Linked DNA regions of Rattus norvegicus: region 2 is linked to region 1. The links are chromatin contacts, called in public Hi-C maps. All regions are on one chromosome and are shown on one strand. Each heading gives the region's core, a stretch centred on a gene start, on an enhancer-like site or on the middle of the called end of the contact. The rest is flanking DNA. Distances are from core to core; before and after follow the strand shown. Region 1 overlaps App (amyloid beta precursor protein). Region 2 holds the start of App (amyloid beta precursor protein).

Region 1 (6,666 bases), core at 2,291-4,790:
CACGCCACACTCAGTAGCTCAGTGTCTATAGATGGGTCAGGAGATTTCTCACGCTGTGTATATTTCTTCTTTTTTCCTTCCTGTTGAATAGAAGTTTGGTCAATCTGGGTAACTTTTTTAAATGCTCAGTATTCATTGCCTGTGTATTACTGAATTTTCATTTTCATGATCTATAAGGTTTGGTGTTGTTAACTATTTTAGAGAGAAAGAACTAAGGGTTAAAATCAAAAGGCCCTCTCTTCCAAGTTAATAAATGCTAAATTCCAAATATGACCTTTTTTTTTAAAGGAAGGGATACTATTGTGCCTTTTTAAAAAAGATTTATTTATTTATTTATTTTATGTATGTGAGCACACTCTCGCTGTCTTCAGACACACCAGAAGAGGGCATCAGATCCTCATTACAGATGGTTGTGAGCCACCATGTGGGTGCTGGGAATTGAACTCAGGACCTCTGGAAGAACAGTCAGTGCTCTAACCACTGAGCCATCTCTCCAGCCCCTGACCTTTTCTCATGATACAAACATACCAGTCTCTTCCATGACTGTCCTTTTATCCAATTCCTACAGGAACCCTGAACCAATACTCTGAGTTTTCTTGATATGGGCAGTAATGGGTTAAACTTGACTAAAGATGCATGACATGGAGAAGTTTCTGGAAACATTTTTGAATTCAGAAGTTTTCATAAGGGCTTTACATTATATAATCAAATGATACAAGTGATATGTGTGCATATCATTGTTGTTTCAGAACAGTTAATACATTATTCAAATAGCTTCCTGGGACGTAGCTTCTCTGAGTTGGTCTAAGGCACTTGAAGAAACAGTAGTTGTTTGGAAGTCTTTAGGGACAGAGAAGATTCCAACTGGCTGTGTTGATCTTGGAATCCAGGACACTTGAATGTGATCCTGTGAACTGACAAGTTATAAGTTGATCTTCACAGAGTTAACACAATAAAGGGGGTTGTTCATTACTGTATATGATGTAATTATGACCTATTCTGTGTGATCATGAACTGAAGGGATTACCCTGCTTTTTAACTCATGAATTTGGGTCATTGGGTTCAGAGTAATATATTTGTAATGTTATATCCCCCTTTAAAAAGTTAATATATATTGTAGGATTCAGTTATAAGTTCCCATCTTGTCATTTGGATTACTAATTTTTCAGTATGTACTAGAAGCAGAGACACTTGGACTCAACCTGTGTTTGAGGATGTGTTGGTATTTGGTTCTGGTATTGGAAATTGACCAGAATTTCATGCATGCTATACACATGCTTTACCACTATACCTGTCTTAAAGCCAATTTTGATGTATTATCTTAGAAATACAGAGATAAATAATCAATGAGTTTTCTCCTAAAGATAAAAAGCGTAGGTTAGAATTTCAGCCAACACACTGTTGAGATTTTTCCAGCCAAGTACTTCTTAATTCTCTATTTGGAGGGGTTTATGGGGAGAGGGTGGCCTGTGTGGGATCCCCAATTTCTACATGGTAGATATTGCGATGACCAACTATCCCAGTGACCTTGAATTTGCACATGGGAACAATTCTGGAGGCAAGGTGATTTCAGAACCACGTGTGTTAGCCAGTCGAGAGCCACTGCACAGCTGAATCACATAGGTGGAACCAGTGCTAAGTTCCCTGAAAAGTACACTGTGAGTGTGAAATGGAGCCTTTGTGGGAGCTGAAAGTCCATCTTCCCGAGGATCTGGAATCATGTTCCTGTTGATTACTGCCTCCATTTTTCTTACTTAGACTGGTTTAGGATGGTGTACAGAGAATGACCACCGTAAAGAAGAAAGCAATTGAAAATGCACATGCCATATTTTTTAGAAACCACAGCTGTGCGTTTTGCTTGATTTATTTGAACAGAAGTCAGTCTCTCTCTCTCTCTCTCTCTCTCTCTCTCTCTCTCTCTCTCTCTCCCTCCTTCCCCCCCTTCCCCCCCCCGTGTGTGTGTGTGTGTGTGTGTGTGTGTGTGTGTGTGTGTGTGTGAACACTCTCTGGATAGATTGCTTAGTAGACCTTAAATCTTCCCATCACCTCTCATACTCCAGAGAATGATGTCATTTCAGGACTTACTCCTCTGTAGCTCTGCCAGAACATCCCTGGAGAACAGGGAGTACACGGTGACAATGGTGACAATGGAGAGGTCCTTCCCCCTGTCGCACAGGAATACTGTTCCACTCTGTTAACAGTTGCTTGCTTTTGAGAAAGAAGCAAAATGCTGTCTCATCACTCAAGCCCATGCCGTGTGGATGGATTGCTCTCCTAGACTGACTCTGAGAAGGCCACATGTGCGGTGGGCCTCATAGCAGTAGAGGCAGAATAGTATGTCTGCTAATGTAGTCAGAAAGTGTTTACGTATGGGGACATTGGTACTTACCTTCCTCTCCTGACCACCAATAGCACTGGCTCCAATTTGCTACACTGGCAACAGACAAGGCACTGCCAAATTCTTACCACCACCACCACCAACAACAACAACACCAGCACCAGCACCACCACCACAACCACTACCACCACCACTATCACGACCACCATCAGCACCTCCACCACCACCACCACCTTAAGGCAAATCAAACAGGTTTTTAACATATCAGAGTGGACTGAGCACCAAGGGTTCTCAGCATCCCCAATCCCTGCCTGTTGTAAGATACTGCTGGCATGTCCCTCCCCATGAACTCTCCAGCCCAGAGGTTGGGCTACCTTTCCCCTGTGGCTCTTTTCTGTATGATCCAATGATCCTTTTGTGTCCTCCTGACCTTTCATTGTCCTGGTCTCCCCTCTCCCTTCACCGCTGTCCTCACATGGCCTGGGCTCATCTTTACTCTGTGCTCTCCCAGATGTTTTCACCTCTGGCTGTGCTCTCCCTCATAGCTACAGTAAACTTTCTCCTCCACTATCCTTAGGAGCAGTCATGTCCTCCTGAGTCCTTTCTTATGTTCATTTCCTTGCAATATAATTCATTTTTGTATTGTATTTGTAGAGGATAAGAAGGGGCTGGCTCATCCTCTTCTCTTCTGGGCTGGGGCAGAAGTTCTGTGTATCTTCCTTTAGTACACAGTCAAGGCTGCCTAGCTGCTCACCCTGAGATGTTGTGACTCCTCCCCACACTTTCCTGTGCTTTTCTTTATTCTTCCAGTACTTTCTTTTTTTGAGGTGAGCCTTGTCTCTATCTGTACCATTAGGGTTGATCTCCCCACACTCTTTGTCTTTGTCTATGCTCAGTGCCTTGGAAGCATTTTCCAGACCCCAAGGCACCAAGCCAGTACCTCCCTGAAACTTCACCTCTGACAGAGATAATTCTGTTGTCTGTTGGAAGTGGCAAGAGCTCCACAGTCACCAGCACCGAGTCTGGCTTCTCTGTCAACGGTTGGTTTCTGTATCATCCTCAACGTATTATCAGGTATATTTCTGTTCACTAGCCTTTCACTTTAAGTGTTGAAATCTCTGAGGATGGCTATGTGCAGCCGAAGGCTTTTCAGCTGCAAGAACTGAAACAAAACAAAGTCGCTGATTGGGTGCTTCATTCACAAATGTGCCTGGCCACTGCGTTTGTGCAATCCTTGGGGTCCAGTGGGACAAGCTGCTGGGACTCCTCTCAGGAATGCGCTGTCAGAGCATCAGGAAGTGAGCAGAGCCACCTGGCTTAAAAATCCCCTTGCATTTTTGAGCTGTTGCCCTTAGAATATTCTAGGAAGAGCCCGAGGTCAGGCCAAGTTCAGCTGCAATTGGTAATGGGATGAGAGTGAATTCTGTGCTTTCTTTTCTCCAGTTGCTCCCACTATGAAAATCTTACATATCCCTACACCGAGGTTTATTTTATATTGTCCCACACCTTCGTCAACATTGACATTTTTTGCATTTTTTAATTTTTTTTTACGCCAGGTATTCTTTAGCTCTTGTGTTTATTGTGGGAGGGAGACAGGCGCGTTGTAGAGAGCAAGGAAGTTGTCACAGGCGGTGAGGTAACTTTTATCTTGTTTGTATTTTACAAACTAAATACAAGCCTTCGCTCTGCACTTGCATTGTTTAGCTGGGTGCTCTCTGGCAGTGAAGACTCTCTGCTTTTATCATTGTCGACTTTAAATTGCACCCATAACACAAAACAGAGTCTTGTTATATCCCTTTCAGAATTACAGTTTTCCCCTTAGCATTGTGGTTCTGAGAGTGTTTGTTGCAAAAGGAGTGGCAATTTGAAAAAGGTTTTTTTTTCTTTTGTATGGCTGAGGGCGATAGAAAGGGAGTGCATCTTTGATAGTGCCTGACTCTAAGTTATTTAAGAAGGATCGTCTCCCCGAGCTTATCAAGCACATAACTTGAAACAGAAACCTTTGAGTATTCTTTACAACCCTGGAGAAGAAATAATCTTGGCTTACCCTAAGAGAGATAGGGTAACAGAAAGCCACTTGAACAATGATCAGGAATGCTGCTTTTAAGTTATCACGCGTTTCCACACCAACTCTATATTCGCCCTGAATCTTTGCTGGGTTCACAAGGCAGAGTCTGCTCCACCCAAAGCCCTAGCAATAAAAACACAATACCATGAGAGTGAGAAACAAACGGCAGACAATGTTATGACAGAACTAAACCACCAAAGGATATCCTGTAAATATTCATTCTGCTCATGTAAAAGAATGTTTCGTGTTCTCATCCTGAAGTACTCTTCTCTGTGATTCTGGTCAACATAGAAAGGTGAAGTCCTAAGGCCACAGGTTATTTGACGATGCTCAAATGAAGGTTCACTCCTGTCCTGCCCGAGTTGACCACTGGTTTCTTTGTATCTTTACATGAACATGTACATGTGTTTCTCGGTGCATGCATGAAGAGGTCAGCAGTGTCTTGGTGCGTTTCACGGAATATCCTTGCTTTCCCTCCGACTCACCTAATCACCTGTAATATGATATATTCTCTCTCTCTCTCTCTCTCTCTCTCTCTCTCTCTCTCTCTGTCTCTCTGGTCTCTGTCTTGTGTCTCATCTCTTTGTCTTGTTTCTCTGTCTCTCTCATTCTGCGTGTACACATGTAGTATGTACCTGAACATGCAGGTACATGTGGAAACCTGAAGGCAGATGTACAGTGTTTTTGTTTTATCACTCCCCTTCTTTATTTTTTAACATCTAAAACTGATAAACTTACCAGAACTTTCTGGGCGAAGAACCTTAGGGATCTGACTAACTTTTCTTTATCCCTTAATGCTGAGGTTATAGATAAGGCTTGCCTCGGTACAAGGAATCCAAACACAGATCCCTGTGCCTGTGTGGAAGGTGTATATTCTAACAAACTTTGTTAATTACCGTCCTTCCAATATGATCATGTTTATACTATTAATTGAATACAGTATGTGAAGGGGAAGAAAGTGTTAGAATAATGTTTTGAAAGCTCAGGTTTAGGGGCTTATGTTAAAACATTCAAGTGCTTGAAATGAGGCTTTGATAATATTCAGTGTTCTGAACTATCTGGTCACCTGCTAGTAACAGATCTGATGCAGTGATCTTAGGGAGTCCAGCAGGACTTGGGAGTGTCCTGTATTCAGACACCTGCTCCATTACCACCCCACCCCCACCTCTACCCCACCCCACCCCTACCCCCACCTCCCAGCCTCTGCTGAGAGCACACGGAAGAAAAGTTTGATGGACTTAGCTGGATTGTTAGTGAGGCTTTTGTGAGGGTGTCTAGTCAAATTTTCATTTTCATACCTTTTTGTTATTAGAACCTAAAGCTTGTAAAGTTGTGAGGCTGTGAACACTGGAGGGGTTATGTATTTGACCTAGGTCTGTCTATTCTGGCTCCTTCACAAAAGAGCTCAAGACCAGGACCCCACTAACAGCTCCTTCCATGTTCCAGCCAGAGTGTTCTTTCCAATAATGTTGATATCAGTGTCCTCAAGCCAGAGGCTGATAGAAGTTACAAAGAGAAACGAGATTGGGGTATCTTTCTGGGCAGGCAAAGATGATTGTGTTTCATGAGTAGTGTGGACTAAAACAGTAGCTCTGAGTGTGGCCTTCTGCTCTAACTAAATATACAATAAATTTATTTTATAGCCTCCTGAATAAAAAAGCACTGTCGCCAGGATTTCAATTGTTTTGACCAATTACCTGCAGGAATCAACTTCAAAGGAGGATAAGGTTTATTTTGGGTCTTGGATCTGGTTCTTTTGACCTGTTGACACAATACATCATGGTGATCCGGTCGCAAAGGGGCTGGAGGGGGTCTTACTAGTTGGTGTTGTATCTCTTTTCCCATTCAGAGGCATAGTGAATGACTTCAGTTAGCACCTGGTAAGGGTTTCCCTACTTACTGGCAGTGGCACAGTCTGACAGCCAAACCTTCAACATGGACATTTAGGGGACACCCCAGACCCAAACTATGACAGTTATATTCTGTAACTGTAGTATTTCCCTGAACGGGAATGCATCATTGTAGATTCGACTTGATAAAGTAAGACTGCTGAGGTTATCTGAGACTTTCAGCTTGGTGGAGTCTCGGGGTGCTAGCTGTAACGTTTTTGTCTTGAACTCTCCAAGTCATACATTGCTATACTGAAAGGAATTACTCAGCGAGTTTTGGTAACTCCAATACCCTGAAGGCAGAAGTAGGTAGATCTCCATAGGCTTGCTCAACATAGACAGTCTGGGTTATACAAAGAGACCCCTGTCTC
Region 2 (6,666 bases), core at 1,708-4,207, 40 kb before region 1:
AGAAATACTCAAATTAATAATAAAAAAAACGTTTAATTTTGGACGAAAGGTGTCACCCTTTCATTTCCCTGTAAGATCTCTCGAGAATTGGAGCTGGATCTGTTCTTCTCCATCTCCTAGGGGTTCGGGTTCCCTTCTGTCCATACGGACAGGAGATGGTGATGATGAGCAAGTGTATTCGGGAAGGAGTGTGATGTTTGAGTTCCACTGTCTCGTTTCTCTTTGAGATGTTTTTTCTTGTAGGTCTGACTTTTGCGTCACCTTCATGTTCTGATGTGTCAGCCCTCTGGCTTTCCCTTTCCCAACTTTCAGATGCCAGGAAAAGGCTGGTGAGGGGTGAGCCTTTTCTATGCACTGAATAACCAGTCACTCTATGGTTAAGCTATAGTCCCAGCCTGTTCTCCTGATCTTTAAATTGGGGGTGGTAGTGATGAGTTCTTTGGATTTAAGTGTGTGTGTGTGTGTGTGTGTGTGTGTGTGTCCAATATGTGTGTCTGTAAGTGTATGTGTCTATAAATGCACATATGTGTGTGTATATGTGTGTGTCTATAAGTGTCTGTGTGTCTGTGTGTCTAAGTGTATGTGTGTCTATGTGTGTATATCTGTTGGTATGTGTCAGTCTGTATGTGTATATGTGTATGTCTGTGTGTGTCTGTAAGTGTATATGTATATGTGTATCTATAAGTGTATGTGTGTATGCACATATGTATATGTGTCTATGTCTATGTGTGCATGTGCACATGCATGTGTGTGTGTGCATGTGCCTGTGTGTGTGCATTTGTGTATGTGTGTGTGTGCGCGCTCACACACGCGCGCACCTGCTGGAAGTCTTCCTTATATGATGTTCTTCAGATGCTGATGCTGTCCATTTTTTTTGAAGCAGGATCTCTTTCCTGGCTTGCCTTTCCCAAGTCTGTCTTTCTGTACCTCCTAAGCAGGCGCTAGCATGGCTGACACACTCATGTAGCTTCCAGGGATTGTTCTCAGGCCCTTGTGTTTGGATAATAAGTACTTTATTGACTGAGCTACCTCCCTATCCTTTGCTTGGCTTTTGTAGTAAATGAATGCCATAAACAAGAAAAGCAAATATTTTCACAGAGCAAAAATGTGTTATTTGTTGAGGACACTCAAAGGACAGACATGCAGGACAAATACTAAAAGGTATTTGCAGAGTTAGACAGATGGTCTGTAGGCAAGCTGGTAGATCAGTGCTGACTTCTCTGAAAGGAAGGGGTGGAGACAAGTCCTACCACCACACTTGCAGGGATTCCTCTCTCTCTCTCTCTCTCTCTCTCTCTCTCTCTCTCTCTCTCTCTCTCTCTCTCTCTCCCCCTTTCTCTCTCTCTCTCTCTCTGTCTCTACTCTCTCTCTGAAAGAGCAGGTCTTCTAGCTTGCTTTCTATTGCAGAGTTAAACAAAGAAAATCAGGACCCAAAGCAACTTGAGGACAGGGTTTATTAACCTCACACATTCTGATCACAGTCTACTGGGAGCAGAAGTCAGAGCAAGAACTCAAGGCAGGAACCTGTAGCAGGAGCTGAGGCAGTAGCCATGGCAGAAGCTGTGTACTGGTTTGTCCCTCCTGGCTTGTTCAGCCTGCTTCCTTACACAAGCCACGACCACCTGCTCAGGGCTGGTCTCCCACACCAATTAATAATCAAGAGTATGTCCCCACAGATTTGCAAGCATGTCAATCTAATGGAGGCATTTTTCTCAGTTCAGATCCCTCCCTTCCCAGATGACCAGAGCACATGCCAAGTTATTAAAAGAACGAACTAGCAAGCACATCAGGTGAAGGAAAAGGTTGTGGCCTTACAAACCAGAAATGCACCTAGTATTATCCCCTGTCTCCCTCTGCTAGCCTAGGGAGGGCCCAGAGCTTGGAGTCTGAAGCCACGTTATGTCAGGAGGTAGCTGTGATTGGGAGCACATCTGGATGGTTTTAGGCGATTCTAACACTGGGAAGTTTGTGTGTAATCTAGGAGAAAACGGCTTTATGAAGACTCATCTCTCTGGTTTAGAGCAGATCCAAAAAGGATCGAGAGCAGCGTTCCAGGAAGAAGTCCTTGGTGACAGAGGCCGAAGATGAGCCATCACTCAGTATCTTTTCGGACTTAACTTTGATCTCTCCTCCATGTTACATTTTACCTCCCTGCCTCCTTCAATCCTTTCTCTGAAATTACCCAAAGCAAGCACACATGCAATAACAATAGGAAAACAAAAAACGAAAACCACCTCCCATCCCCAACCTCAAACAGAGAAAAATGGGTCATCCTGCATCCTGTGCCCTTCTTTGGTGCATTCTAACGACAAAAATTCCAGGTTACAGTAGGGTGCTGGGTGTCCTCCTACCAAAAAATAAAAAAAAAAATATCCTGTTTCTTTTGCTAATGTTCTCGGCCTCGCTCCACCTCTCCAAATAGAGAAAACGAACTGCGGATAAAAATGCATGCATCGCAGCAGTAGCTCTTCAACCACATTCAGGAGAGGCCTGCGGGGTCGGATGACTCAAGCTCGCGGGGACGAGCCGAGAGCGCTCCCGATTTCCCTGGAACCTTAACGTCCTAGGGTTCACCTTCCCCCGACTGCGGACCCCTCTCCCTGACCCAGATCATTCCTCCCTTGGTTCCTGGACCCCAGAGGAAGCTCGGGTTCCTTAGCTGGTGCCCAAGACGCCGCACCTGTGGGCTCCCTGTCGCCTCCCTTTGCGCTCGGGCGCAGCTCCCCGGGGCTCCGCTAGGGGTCTCTCTCGGGTGGCAAGCCGGGTGGGCGGGATCAGCTGACTCTCCCGGCTGCCAGCCCCGCCGCCGCGCTCCAGCTCTGTCAGTTTCCTCGGCGGCGGGAGGCGAGAGCACTAGGAGCAGAGAGAGCGCGGGGGCCACCGGAGACGGCGGCGGCGGCGGCGACGACGCGGACACAGTCAGGGTGCGGCGGATCTTCCACTTGCACACGGAGCAGTCGGTGGCCCACGCAGGATCACGATGCTGCCCAGCCTGGCACTGCTCCTGCTGGCCGCCTGGACGGTTCGGGCTCTGGAGGTGGGTGCCGCGCCTTGGGAACGAGACGGGGGTGGCGGGAGCCGGAGGACACGATCCTCCCCATCAAGGAGCTTGAATCTTGAGATGCGGGGGACTGTCACTGGTAGACCGTTCCTAGCCTCCCCCGCCTGCGGGCGCCCTGCGCTTCGGCGTCTCTGGCCCAACCCTGCCGGGGGACGCGCTACCGGACCGATGAAGAGGGAGCGGGTGAGGCTCTGGGCTCCCCACATCCGTGCCAGCCGGAGGACGGGGGGTTCGAGCCTGAATGCAGACCCTGACTCCTCCCTGCCTTGAGATCGGGTGTCTGGGATACGAGAGACACCCAGTTCGAGGGGAAAGGGGGACACATGTGGCAAACCGAAAGCGCAGTGTCTCATAATTCAGTGCCCTGAGAGGAAATCGCCGCCCTTCCCCTTCCTTAGGGTCCTGGGTTGGAATGGGGGCAGCTCTGGATGCTGGGGAGCGCCTGGCTCACTCTCCCTTCCCACCCCCGCCTGTCTTGACTGCGAAGCTGGGCTTTGCTCCTGGCGGCAGCGGGCGGCGGCTGCCTGCGCAGCGACCCTCTCCGGAGTCGGCGCGGGGTCTCGCACCGCCTTCCTTTTGCAAACTTTGTGCATTTCCGTGTCTCCCTTTTGTGTAAGTTCCAAGTGATGGGAGAGATCGGAGAGTGCGGCCACCCTGCACCGTCCCTCAACCTGGATGTCCCGGACTCTCCAATGCACCTCCAGTTTCTCCCTGAGTCTAAGAAGGTCCCCGGGAACAAAAGCCGCGACACCCCGCCCTCACCGTCCAGGGCGCGGTGGAGGAGCCGTGATAGTTTGTGCGCCACCGCGGCTCCTTTCCCCGCGCTGCGCGTCTGCCCCCGAGGACCTGGGGGTGCTGCTGGGACCCCGTGGTCTCCCACCCCCGCACCACCACCACCTACTGCCAATCCTGTGCGGGACTGCAAAGTCCTCGCAGGGAGAGAGACAGAGAGAGAGCCCAGAGTGAGGCGTGCGTCTGGAAAGGGCAGTGCCGGGTGGTGGCGAGGCTGGGGCTCCAGTGCATCAAAGGAGGCGTTTGTCTGATTAAGGTGCGGCCTCCTTAGGGGGCAGTTCTGGGAACTCTAGCTTAGTCACCCTGGGGGGCGCAGGATGTTGGGGAGGGTTCTCGGGGGTCCTTTTAAAAAGGGGGTTCAGATAAAAGGATTGAATAGGGTGAAGATTAAGACGGAGAAGATGGCGCCTCTGCAGTGCAGCAAAGAAAAGCTGTGTGGAGGCTGCAGCCTATGAAATCCACCCACCACTAGGTGTATAACAAGTCTTCTCCATTCATCCAACTCTCCAGCATTCAGCAAAAGGCTTGTTTTCCTTTTTATCCAGAGATGCCTGGAAGTTGTTTGCGTGGCAGCTGGTTTTATTTCTCTTCGTTTGTACCCTTTTCACCATCTAAGCATTTGCAAATATCCCTTCCCCATAGTCCCCTTCTTTCCGCACTACCTCATAGTAATTTTCCCAAAAAGCAATTTCCGGGCGAGTGTTATCCTGTAATTTCCTGGGGGCTATACAAGCTATCACACCAGTGTGGGTTTTTATTTATTTATTTTTTAGTTCTTAATTTACAAGGTCATTGAACTTTACCCCCTCTGATTTTTTTTTTAACCCACAAGTGGCTTCACAATCTGTAAATCACCTCAGACTGGTTAAAACAGGTCTTTTAAGAGTCTTTAGAATTTAGTGTTCCATTTTATCAAAGCCATTTAATCAAGGAAATTCTGATTTCTCTAATGACCCAGGTTTTATTTGTGTAATCATTTGGTTTTCCAAATTGTCGTACTGTACAAAAACGCGACGAAGTAATTAAAGGAATAACTTTAATTTTTGGAACTCATGTCAAAACTCAAATATTTACTTTTCTTGAGCATTTAAAAAAAAACTTGTATAAAAAGAGTCAGGGTGTAGGCCAAGATGAACCGGATTTATGTTTTGGCTTGTGCGATTGTATATCCCTTTTCTGCCAAACCTTCGGAGATTATCCTGAATTTATCACCTTTGAAGGGTGAACGTGAGCGCTACATTCGTGCCTTTGGTGAATCACTGGAAGGTAATTCACCCTAATGAGGCTTGACAGTCCTTGCAGCTCTGTGTCCACTGAAGCCACAGAATTATGAGTTGGCTGCCCTTTGTAAATCGCAGAAAATCCGTCTGCTGCAGGTGGCTCTGTAAAAGAATCCATGTGGACGAGGGTAATGACGATGGGGGCCTCTTCTTTTCTCCCAGCTTGTCGAACGGAGGCGAGCATTTAGCAAACCGCGATGGACTCGTCCTGTTGGCTTGCCTAGAGCTGATAACTATCAACTTGCCTTGGTTGTAGTGGTTCCTTCACTGTCTGGAAAGCTACTGCGAGTACTGGAGAGTAGTGCTTGCTCTGACGGGTAGGAGGCTCCTCAGAGAACAGTGAAGCTGAGGATTTTTTGGTGGGGATCCGTCAGAAGTCACCGGTTACTGCTTGTCAGTGGGAAGCCATGATACTGGCAGGCTATAAATGCTTCTTGTCACCCCAAGCGATAGCGTCTCTCATTACACTTGTAAGACTGCAAGCAATTAAGAGATGGAAACTAGGAAATGAACAGATATATTCAGGATCACAAAAGTAAATTAGAAAATGCAGATTTAAAACGAAGAGAAAAATGGGGATCAGTGGGCTACTGGTTTGAAGGAAGGTGAAGTTACTTTTATGGCTAAGGCTTTTAGTTTACTGTTTATGACACACCAATTTTCTATATCTCTGTGTTACAGAAGTTTATCAGTCCTCCTACATATAGAAGGGAAGAAGAAGGTGCTTAAAAAAACATACATTATTTTTGCAAAGGCATTGCCTTGGGATTTACAGGGCATTTTTGATCAATACATTTCTTTTATAGTCTCTGCCTTTTATGTCAAGATGGACCTGCACAAATTTACTTTAAATATCAAGTTTCCAGAATGCAGTGTTTACTGGACTGCATATATTTTATTTCTCACCCCCACACTGGGTACAGAAGTACGAAGGGTGAATAAAACATGCACATAATTATAAAAGAGCAGTGTTGTGTGCAAAAAAAAAGAAAGTACAGATTAGGCAAAGAAACGAAAAAGGACACAGTAAGTGGGATACGGAGAAAGTGTTACATGATAAAGGCCTATAATTAAAAAGAGTAAAGGGGCGACAGGATTAGATAATCCTGGGACTGTTCCTGGTTGTAAGTTTCCGGTCTGGTTTGTGTCCCAGGTCTGGGGAATAAAGGTTAAGTATTTGCATGAATTCTATTTGCTCACACACAAACACCAGAGTTTACACGGAGGGCCTTTGTCTTATCTGTGTTCTCCATGCTGGCTTCCAAGCCAGTCGCAGATAAGGTTTTATGGAATGAAGGAGGACACACAGTGTGGCGTTCTGTTGGATTCATCTCCTCGTCTATTCATTAGGGGGAAACTTGACTGATTTATTTTTAGGCCAAATCCTGTCTCTCAGCTCCGATTATCTTTACGTAAACCCAAAGCGTCTTTTCCTTCACGGAGCTTCCATTCATCCAGGGAAAACGGAAAATAAACAGAAACTGTGGCAGGTGTAGGCCAGACTCTGGAGCTGGGTGAAGCATTCGAGGAAGG

What was found. Hi-C and Micro-C count contacts between places; a contact is called where the count stands out from the background.
Region 2: a Hi-C map of prefrontal cortex shows a contact between it and region 1, with 1.8 times the contacts expected there. The contact joins the promoter of App here to the enhancer-like site in region 1. A contact is called at or near these places in 3 of 12 Hi-C or Micro-C datasets (mammary epithelial cells, prefrontal cortex and psoas muscle).

Annotation. Positions count from the first base shown.
Region 1 is chr11:37,679,250-37,685,915 of GRCr8, reverse strand. The region is part of intron 1 of App (amyloid beta precursor protein); the gene reads left to right. Among named protein-coding and RNA genes, the nearest start is that of App, 40 kb to the left of the region's middle. Within about 2 kb of position 3,540, at least 17 of the 93 cell types and tissues checked have an H3K27ac peak or open chromatin away from gene starts, as enhancers often do.
Region 2 is chr11:37,719,129-37,725,794 of GRCr8, reverse strand. App (amyloid beta precursor protein) reads left to right here and starts at 2,957. Exons shown (of 18, transcript NM_019288.2): 1 at 2,957-3,037. The coding sequence starts at 2,981.